Linked DNA regions of Zea mays: region 2 is linked to region 1. The links are chromatin contacts, called in public Hi-C maps. All regions are on one chromosome and are shown on one strand. Each heading gives the region's core, a stretch centred on a gene start, on an enhancer-like site or on the middle of the called end of the contact. The rest is flanking DNA. Distances are from core to core; before and after follow the strand shown.

What was found. Hi-C and Micro-C count contacts between places; a contact is called where the count stands out from the background.
Region 2: a contact with region 1 is called in a Hi-C map of leaf mesophyll, with 3 times the contacts expected there. The contact joins the promoter of LOC100170241 here to the promoter of LOC103637187 in region 1. A contact is called at or near these places in 5 of 25 Hi-C or Micro-C datasets (ear, endosperm, leaf and 2 more).

The regions. Positions count from the first base shown.
Region 1 is chr8:112,470,755-112,476,247 of Zm-B73-REFERENCE-NAM-5.0, forward strand. LOC103637187 (Transcription repressor OFP17) reads left to right here and starts at 2,112. Exons shown (of 1, transcript XM_008659438.2): 1 at 2,112-3,168. The coding sequence starts at 2,135. The coding sequence ends at 2,815. LOC103635706 (phosphatidylinositol/phosphatidylcholine transfer protein SFH8) reads right to left here and starts at 655. Exons shown (of 11, transcript XM_008658092.4): 1 at 559-655; 2 at 363-474. The coding sequence starts at 655.
Region 2 is chr8:112,913,442-112,918,934 of Zm-B73-REFERENCE-NAM-5.0, forward strand. LOC100170241 reads right to left here and starts at 3,464. Exons shown (of 3, transcript NM_001130122.2): 1 at 3,032-3,464; 2 at 1-188. The coding sequence starts at 3,334.

The sequences.
Region 1 (5,493 bases), core at 862-3,361:
CATCATTGAGTTTTGCACGCACACACCAAAATCGATACCTATACTCTACAACAAACTACAGAGGGAAACAGAAACTCAGGTATTCAGGACCAAACACAACTAATTGGTATGTGTATTTCTTAGCAGCCATAACCTTCCAATCCATCTATACGACACTTGTGTTAAATGTAACTTACTAATAAGAACGGAATGAACGGTGGCAGTTCTATGATGGCTGGCTGAATCGAGAAGAACATGGAACAAAAAGGAAAGGAAGATGAATGGTGAATCCCACCTCCTGCTAGCTCTAGCTCCTAAAGCTCGTCAGTCGACGCACGGACACGGAGGCAGACTCCAGCTTGTCTTCAGCCAGAGATCATCGCCTCGCTTCCTGCTGCCACCACGACGCAGTAGGTCTTGTGGTGCCCTGCGCGCCCTCCGAGCACCACCACCGCCACAGCAATTCCCTAGCCGTGGCGCAACAGCTCGCCGCCGCTGGCGGTCGAAAAAGAGGAGATTACAAAAAGCTACAACCAGGAGGCGATGATCATCTGCTATCTTTCAGCTTGAGGAGATTACACATCTTGGGGACGTAGCCGGTGCAGCGCCACAGGGCGGCAGAAAAGGTCAGGGGCGCCGCGGAAAAGAGTGCCATCGCCCCCGCCAGGAAGCCCATGGACGTGGACGCGGGCTAGGAGCGGGACCTCAGCCCAGCGGCGGTACACGCGGCGCCCACTACTCCCCACTCTGCTGAGCGCCCGCGGCCGGCGCCCTCACGCCCACGCGGCTGGGCTTGGCGCCCGTGGCCGTGGCCGTGGCCGCCACTTCCAAGCTCACAGCTTGGCTCGAGCAAAGAGGTGAGTGATACGCCCTGCGCGAGTGCGTGGTAGGCAGCACCATGGCGCTGCACTGCTCCCTGCACGTGACTTGTTCGACGTTGTGGCTGCGAGCAGTGGCGCGGCCTGATCCCTGCTTTCCGAGGTCCCGTGCGCGCCTCGCAGGCCTAGCTCTTTCTGGCCCGCACCACCGGAGGCTCGTGCACACCGACTGCACGCGGGCGGGAACGAGCGACTCTAAGGCCGTGGGTGGGGTGCATTGCGGCCTCGAGCGCGGAGAGGCGGTGGTTCAAGGAGCCGAGGATGGTGACCATGCCGTTCGTGTTCCCCTGGCTTCGCCGCAGAGAGTCCCGCAGCATGATCCCCCACCGCGACAGCGCGTCCATCGCCTGCAGAGTCGCCACCGTCATCGCGGACATCGGGTCAAGAGCGGGCACTCCTCTCAGGAGAGGGCCGGGGAGATCTCGGCAGTCGGCACCGAGAGGAGAATGCGCCGGGGTCAGGGCGGCTGAGGCGTGGGCGGTGTGGTGACGCGGTATAGGCGACGGGGACGCGAGCGGGGGCCGGCTGCGGCTCGCTCGAAGGAGGGGTTGTGCGGCAGCTCGAGCGCCCTGCGACCCGCCGGCCTTCTGTCGAGATCATCGGTCTAGGTTGCGTCGGCGGCGAGATCGGAGCTGGGCAGTTAGGTGAGAGAGTAGGTGAGAGAGGGGGCGTGGGGAGGAGGGATGGCGGGTCATCGCCTCACGCCGCCGGATTTCGCGGGTCGTGGAGATGTGCTGCGGTGTAGCGGAGGGGTTCGCGGCAGCGGGCGAGCGGGCCTGAGGGCGTGCGAGATGCGCGGCGGCGGATTTCGCGGTGGGCGTGGGATTGCGCGGGGCCTGGCAGGCGTGCGGCAGCGGGGGAGGGGGGCGTTGGGTAGCGGCGGGGGCGGTCTACACTAAGGGCTTAATAGTTGTAGAGATATGAACTAAAATGACTCACATTGATCTAATGACTGTCTTGTAGCTTAAATATATAATAATATGGATCATATATGTGTGCAGTGCAGGCACTCACGTTCGTTATTAAACGGCTCATATTAGGGTAACGACTACTTAGTGGCACCCCATTCTTATGGCACATAATAATGCTACCCAGTACGTGTCCCAGTTCATATGACATATAATGCTATATATATTCGTACGTTCGTGCACACCACATCGCTGCAACGACGAGGAGCTACGCACGCAGTCAATGAGTCAACCATATATATATATATATATATATATATTTACGCATGCAGCTCAAATCATGCGGTGCCGTTCCAAATCAACAGTTTGATGCTGCGCGCCCATCACTTTCCAGTAGTGATGCGGGTTTCCTCGTCTCATAACAAATCGCCTTCCTGCGTGACGTGCGGCATCCTCGCGCCATGCCGGCGTGCACTCACGCGGCTGTTCCGCGTCCCGGCGCCGGCTAACCTCTCCATCAGGGCCTTCCGCTTCCGTAGCCTCCGGAAGGCAGCGACCAGGATGAGCCCGCGCCGCCGTCGCCGCCACAGGACGTTCCGGTCGGTGCGCGCTGTCTTCTGGCCGCTCGTCCCGATGTCGACCGCGCCGGCGACCTCTACAGCCGAAGGCGAGGCCGCGCGTAGAGCAGCACCGGCACCCGCACCGCAAACAGTGGTGCACGAGACTCCGGTCATCGCAGTCGCACCGGTGTCGTCCACAGAGACGCCAGCGTACATGAAGGTGGTGGCGCGGCTGCGGTCGGAGAGGATAGCTGCTAGGGGAGGCGGAGAGGACGAAGACAAAGAGAAGGAGGAGGAGGAGGAGGAGGCGTGCCGGAGCTTCGAGAGCTATCTGATGGAGATGCTGGTGGAGGAGGGGAAAGCGAGGGACCTGAAGGACGTCGAGGAGCTCCTGCAATGCTGGGAGCGGCTCAGGTCACCAGTCTTCATCGAGCTGGTGTGGTCCTTCTATGGCGAGCTCTGCAATGACCTGTTCCACGCAAGGGGTTGACGAAGTTGACATCGAAGGCGGCGGCGGCTATGGCTCCGAGTCCATGTCCACTGCTTGATCACGTAGACACGTACTGCTCAAGAATCTGCAGGTTGCATCATCTCATCGACATTATGTAAATAGTACTGTACTAAGACCATGTTCCTTCTAAACCTCTAGAGTTAATTGTTAATCAGCTAATATGTTATTAGCCAGTTTTAGCAATTAGTTGCTAAGGTTTAGAACACGGTCTAAGTTACACTAAGATGTTCTGTAATATATCCACATACCCGCGGCTTTCTATCGCATAATCATTTGTGTATAATCAGCGAGACAAAGATCTGGGATTGATTGATTCATAGTCCCTACCGAAATCTGTTTTTTGTCGAGTGCCAAATAATTTGTCGAGTGTTTTTATCAGGCACAAAAAAAACCAATTGGTAAAAAAACACTCGGCAAAATTTTTCTGTGCCGACACTCGGCAAAGAGTTTCTTTGCCGAGAGTTTTTTTTGACACTCGGCAAAGAGCTTTTTTACCTAGTGTTTTTTCAACACCAAGTAAAGATAATTTAAAAATCGCATTTTGAAGCAGTAAATTAATTCAATTGAAAAAGTTTTCACCTATAAATTTATATAACTCATCAATATATACAATTTATATTTTGGTCAATTGTTCATATGACAAAATAAAAGTAAATTTATTTATAAAAACTATATCTCTCGTAGTTTATAAAACTACACAAGAGATGTATAAAATTTGTGAATAGTGTTAGAACCAACATATGAGACGAATAAATGACCAAACAACCAAATATAAACTTTGTAGATCATTATAAGTTATAGAATTTTATAGTTGGCAACGTTTTTTATTTAAGTCATCTTGTCAACGAAAACTATGTCTTTTAAAAATTTAAAATTAGAATTTTTAAAATGACCTCAAAATGAAAAAACCCATCAAAATGAAAGTTGTAGATCTTAAAAAGTTATGAAACTTTGTAGTTGACAACATTTTTGTTTGAAATCATCTTGTCATACAAAACTTTGTTTGAAATTTAAAATTCGAATTTTTCAAATGACCTCGGATGGAAAAACCACCAACATAAAAGTTGTAGGTCTTCAAATGTTACGAAACTTTATAATTGATATTTATTTATTTGAAATCATCTTGTCATAGAAAAATATGTTTGAAGTTTTCAAATTTGAAATTCAAATTTTTTTAAACGACATCGAATGAAGAAACTATCAATATGAAAGTTGTAGATCTTGAAAAGTTATACAACTTTATAGTTGAAAATATTTTCATTTGAATTATTTTAGTGTCTCAAATAATTTATTTACTTTCAGTTTGTTATAATACATGGGGAAGAAAAACGTAATATAGACATTAGTGATATAGTGATGTATTGGTAGAGGAGATTGCGCGTGAGAGAGGTTACGAGTTCGAATCTCACCGATCACAAAACAAGTGAATTCAGTTCAAGTTCAAAAAAATGATGAAAATGGATAGGATGATGGATAGGGCATTGGTGATGGTTGTGTTTGGTGGGAGTGTTCCCCTAATTAAAAAAATTATTGTTTTGGATTTTTTTTTACAAAACACGTGAATTCAGTACAAGTTCAAAAAATGATGAAAATTGATAGGACGATGGATAGGGCTCTTGTCATGGTGGTGTGTATGATGGTGGCATCAAGGATAATGTTGGGGCCTGGTACCAATGCACCTGTAAACTGGAACTCAAAAAATCGTATATGGGATGAGCCATCATTGTTGGTTGTAGTTAAAACCAATAGTGATACTAGTATATCGCTGTAGTTTCCATGTACAACTAAGGGCATGTTTGATTCCTTTTATCTAGGGGCTAAAGTTTAGTCCCTACCCTGTTTTGTTTTAGGGACTAAAAGTATTCAAAGCGCATTAAATGAATCATAAGAGGACCAAAATACCCATTAGAATTGTCCCGCTATTAGTGCAATTAAATAAAGGAGGAGCAAAAAATGAAATTTATATGATTTAGTCCCTTTTAGTCATTCCTTGAGGGATTAGAGACTAAAACAATTTAGTATCTATTTTAGTCTCACTGTTTGATAATTTAGTGACTAAATGAGACTAAAGTAGAGGGACTAATCAAACCAAACAGCCCTTTACAATGACGCGAGGCCATCATTGTTGGTTATAACCCATAACTGACAATGATGTTGGTCTTCACTGCAGGATGCTAGTGGCACAAACACTAGTAAATGTTGTGACCATTAACTCTCTCATAACCCTTAAAGTATGGCCCCAAACTTAATATTAGATTTTTGGCAAGCCTGTGGACCAAAAGTATGGCCCTACATAGAATCTTGTATTTTTCTGACCTATTTTGTTATTATTACATTTATTTTATGTTGAAACAGAGAAAGAATGTTGAACTATCCCTTCAAAATAATATAATATTCCATCCACCTCCACCAAAATTGGTTCACTGGACCATGTGACCCTGTTTAGAAATTTGCTACCATTTAATTTCTAGTCATTTTAGAGTAGCTCTAGTTCAACATGTAGTTACTTTATATTGTCAAGCAGAAATTTATTTAAATAACCCATAATAGCAAACTACCTCCGAAAAACATAAAACTTTGGGTTCCTTAACTTATGCTACGTACAAAATGAAGAAAAACTTTTGCGGTCTATAATACACTGAAAATGCATGAGAATT
Region 2 (5,493 bases), core at 2,214-4,713, 440 kb after region 1:
TTTATCTTGCTGTAGTACGGGAAGATCTCTGGGCAACCTAAAGAGCAGTACTTACATGGAAGCTCAAGTGACTCTGCTACTTTTTCCAATGCTAAGCACCTGATATCACCAAGCTCTTGTCTGCATGTAGGGCACCGGTTGTGCACCCTGGCCTTGCATGTCGAACACAAAGTATGTCCATTTTGACACTGTTAAAAAAACAAAAATCCAACAATCAACTATGGAAGTATTCTACATTTCTGAAAGGAATGTAGTTGATAAATAGGCTTTACCGAACCACAGAATGGAACCATATTCATTTGTCTACTGTATTATATATGATTCTAGCATTAGAAAAAATTGCATGTTTCCTCAGAACATGTGGATAGTCCTCAAAGAAATTGCACAGATCAAAGTAATAGGAAAACTGCTCTAAGATGGCTGCCTAGGTGGAACTTAATCACCTCCCAGCCTGCCCAGTAGACTCTGGACGTGTTTGGATGGTGGCGGCACATTCTTGCCTGGCCCAGGCGGCAGGCAGCAACACCAGGCGTCCGATTTCATCTGCCTGTGTACAGAATCATTCGCCCGCCAGGCAGCTGCCTGAGAGGCTGCCATCCAAACACGCCCAGGTGCCAGCCCACTGCCTGGCTTGCTAACTAGAACTCAGTTTGATTACAAAATTCACATTGTGTATCATTAACACTTATGAGTGCATCAGTGCATAACTAAAGATTATTAAGTTTAACACAAAGAGGGAACTGTTTAGTGATCCCTGGTCCCAGAAGTATTTGAAAAAGAAAAGGAAAGCAAAAAAATCAACGAGGGGAAGGATACATGGGTGAGGTGGAAAGATAAACTTCCTCTTGATCCAAAAAGGATTTCACCTTATTTTCCATGCAGGGATAGGCTCCTAACAAGCCAATCCAAGATCTGAAGCCACCTTATCTCCAGAGGAAGTTTGTTAAATCAAGCATCAACTTCAAAACAGCTACATGGAACCCTCAAACTCTAAAAACTGTGCAAAGTACATCATAATGTGGCACCCAATTCAGAAAAATAATAAGTTTTAGTATATTCTCATATGAACTGCAATGCAGGAAAGACCAAACCACCTGGTTCCCCTTTTTGCCATCGTTCATGTATAATACAAATGGTAAAAATATTCTTTTTTTGGAGATTTTCCATGATTGGGATGACAAACCAAGACTGTGGTGCCCACTAGCGACATCCAAATCAAATCATGTTGTTCTTTCTAGTGCCAATAGGGTATTCTTGCATTGGTTTAAGAGTTTGAAAGTGCCTATGTTTGCATTTAGGCTGAGTTTACTTCTTCACTTGCCATGAATACCTTTTTCTTCAAATTTTCACAGGAGAGCTGCCCATCATTATATAAGAAATGAAAAAAGATCAATCCACCTTACAAAAAACAGAGACAAAGCCGAACCAAAAACACACAAAAAAACAACAGTCAGATTAAATCCAGTCCAGAAGAAACAAGCAATGGGAGTAAACGAAAATAAACAAAAGGAACATCATGGGTCAACATTCTAGCACAACAGATATGCGCGTCTACCTGAAATTACATGCTAGTACCACATACACTAAAACAATTATTACTCCAAAACCATCTCAAGCAAAGCAGCTGTAGATTTTGAAACACTTATGAGCTTAGTTATATGTCATAAGATATAAACCCTGTTCACAAATTCCTACTATAGACAACAAAAAATCAGTCACAGAATAAAGGAAAACTTATACCCCTTTCATTAGCTCAGCATATTTCTTGACCACTGGACTCAATGGAGATAACTAGAAAGAGAGAAAAAAGTGGCTACAAACTTACATCAGCATGTTCATCCAAAACAAGCACATTTTATAAAAACTAAAAAATGGAAAATAAAAGCAGTTTAACAAGAGAATATTAAATAAAATCAAGGCCGAGCACATCATATTAAGAAGTATACTGTTCTTTTCCAGACATTTGGGTTCTCTGGGAAAAGTATACTATTCTCTTCCAGTTAATCTCGTGCTCCAACAAAGTGAATACTCTATGTTTTCAACAATTATAAAAACTCGACCTGCGGAGTAAGACCATCACCGGTCATTATATTAAGAAGAAGACATTTTCACGCAGGTCGAGAAAACTCCCAAACCCCTGCTCCACCCATACACAGCAACATCATAGCCCATGTGAAAAACGACCGCGACCGGCCTTAGGCCTGTGTTTTGGCGTGTGACAGGCGAGAGTATTTTTTTAACCACAACCTAAAATTCGCTCGCACGCAGAGTCAAACCCAGCACGGAGAGTCAAACCCAGAACCTGAGAAGTGCTACTCAAACCAACTAACCAACTCAGCTAGAGCCTCTTTCGCGTTTTCAACAATTATAAGGCAGTGGATCATGGTCGAGATCATTTCGGTTCAGAAGTAGTACTGCATTTCCTAGGTAGACTAGATTAACAAACAATATAAAATGAGACCGAGAAGAAACAAATAAGCATCTTGACAGTTTGTTTCTCACTATTCCAAACCATTTGCAGATAGCGAAAAGAACAAATGCAATATTTGTATCCTCGAAAAATCCAAATAGACCGGCTAGGACAAGCGGAGACTCCGTGTACCAAAACGCGTCCAACTCAGATGCATAGCGAAATACACGATTCATCTGAAATCTAATTATCTAACGCAGAACTGACCAAATCGTCTGACAACGAAGGCCCAATTCGCGGATGGTTTTACAGACGAGTAATCCAAACGCACCCAATTAGACATTCTAATTACAATTAATTCGAAGCTAAATGACTCGGTCAACAGGGAGCAAATTACCCATTCGGGCTGGTTTGGTGGCAGGGAAATAGAGGGATCTATGGGGAGTAATCCTCTCGCTATTCTCTGTCGACCAAATCAGCCCTTCGGAAGAGTAAAATCCGCCAAGAATAAGTCAATTTAATTCGATTCCTCTGTAAAGATCCTGGCCTTCCCCCCACCGAGATCCCCAAATCCGCACGCAACCCTATCTGAAATCGGTGCACTGGGAGCACGGCACCAACCTGATGGATGGGCGGGAACATGGAGTTAGTGCAGACGGGGCACTCGAGCAGCTCGTGCACGCTGGTCGCCGGCGGCCCTCCGCCTGCTCCTGCTGCGCCCGCCGCTCCCGCTACAGCCGGGCCCGCTCCGCCGCCCCCGGCATTCACCTTGGGGAACGCGCGCCCGGCACCAGAGGATGGGAGGTGGGCGGGGTGGAGCGGGAGACCGAGATGGCCGTGGTGCGGGTGGCCGTCGACGTTGTCCACGTCCATGGCAGCGTCTGGGAGGGAGAGGCACTCCACGCTGTCCCTGTCCATGTCCATGGCCACGCCGCGCCCTGCGGTGCCGTGAGCACACCGGCGCTGAGATTCCGAGGTCCGCGCCGCGGCTGAGGTGGGGCTGGATTCGTTTGGGGTGCGCTGGGTTGGGTTGGCTGGGGACGACGACGATGCGGTACGGTGGCCGCGGGGGGACGCTGACGCTCTGCCGCTCTCGTCACGCCGTTTGTTTCGCCTGGATTGGCACGAACGAGAACGGCGAGAGACAGACGACACCGTCTCCTCCCGGGAATAGGAACGGGAACGGGAACGGGGATCGGAGACTAGGAAGGGGTGCGCCGTCAAATAATAATTTTAGAACAATATCAATTTAAAAGATCTAAAGTTTAACTCACTATAAATTTAAAAAATAATATTTATATTATCAAATAAATATTATTGGATTTGTTGTGACATATATTTATTTGTTACCATAGGAATTATAATATTTTTATTTACTAGACTAATACCCGTATGCGGCATCGGGACAACAATCAAGATATTACACAAATTCTTTACTTATTTTCCTAAATCTAAGTGAACTTTTGGTAAGTTTAAAATTAAATAGTAAGGAATTCTAGTCCCCTTAATCCCCTGCAATATTCTTAATCCCAAACAAGCCATTTTGAATAGTAAACGATAGCAGTGACGGACGCATGACAAGAACTCAGGGTGGGCCAAAAAATCACATGATAAAATCAAGTCACACCGTAAACAACTACTGTCGCATAAAATTCAAGTTTTATATCAATACATAATACAAATTCAAAGAAAAAACCATATAAATAAAAAAACAAACATACGTTAAGTTCTTGTTGACCGAGACAATTGCATCCTTCTAGTTTTGAGACGTTGAAATCGTCGAATAATAAGCTCATCATCAATGGATTTCCAATATGAACCATCTTAATAGAAAGAGATGTAATATCTTCACAAGTACTAAAAGCAGCATGTCTTCTTACATGAACAATATATGTCTCGAGTTGCTCTCTTAACATTGCACGATCAACAACTATGAAATCTTGATCATATAACTTAGCAAGCTTAACAAGCTTCTCCAAATTGAACATAGAAAATGACTTCTTTGGATCAAGGCAAGCAAAACCAACTAGCAACTCACTTGAAACATGTCTTCTTACATGAATAATATATGTCTCGAGTTGCTCTCTTAACATTGCACGATCAACAACTATGAAATCTTGATCATATAACTTAGCAAGCTTAACAAGCTTCTCCAAATTGAACATAGAAAATGACTTCTTTGGATCAAGGCAAGCAAAACCAACTAGCAACTCACTTGAAACTTCACTGAACCGATGACACAACTCTGTATTGATTTTATCAAGAATAACAAAAAATATCTCGGTGCGGTAGTAGTGAAGATTTGTGACTGTGGATCCATCTCGCCTTGATCGACCTCTAATAGGTACTTCTGCATCCATGTCTACCACATGAATACCCTTATTAGCACAAAATTCATTCACATCTTCAAAGAATGACTCCCAACCACTATCTATCCTCATCATAGCCATTCGGGCTTTAACAACATCAAGTAACTCCATGGCAAGAACAATATCAACACTCTTTCTTTGCAACATTTGAGAGAGCTCATTTGTGATTGCAAGCACTTTCAACATCAATTTTAGAATGAAAGCAAATTTGAAACTCTCCATTTTTTCTATCAACCCTGGTGCTTGTGTTGGTACACGACCATCTTCATGGACAATAGCAAGAACATGCAATACTGACTCCCACATTGTTTCTAAACGAAGCAAGGTTAAATAATGTGAACCCCATCTTGTGTCACCGGGTCTAGCAAGATTGGTTGCTTGATGAAGACCCTTTCCAGTAATAAATTCGCCTCTTTCAAGTTTTTCTATAATACTTCATGTTCTTTTTCCCTTAGGGCACCCCTTCTCTTGCAATATGAGCTTGTGGTGCTTACAATTAATTGAATGTACTAAAAAGTCATGAACGGATTGACAACAAGCACTACTAGCAACAGAAACCACCACAAGTTGTAGTTGATGTGCAAAACAGTGAACATAATAAGCATGTGGACTAAGATCCATAATCTTTTTTCAAGCCATTAAATTCACCTCTCATATTTGATGCACCATCATATCCTTGTCCTCTAATCTTGGATATAGATAAGCCATGATGAT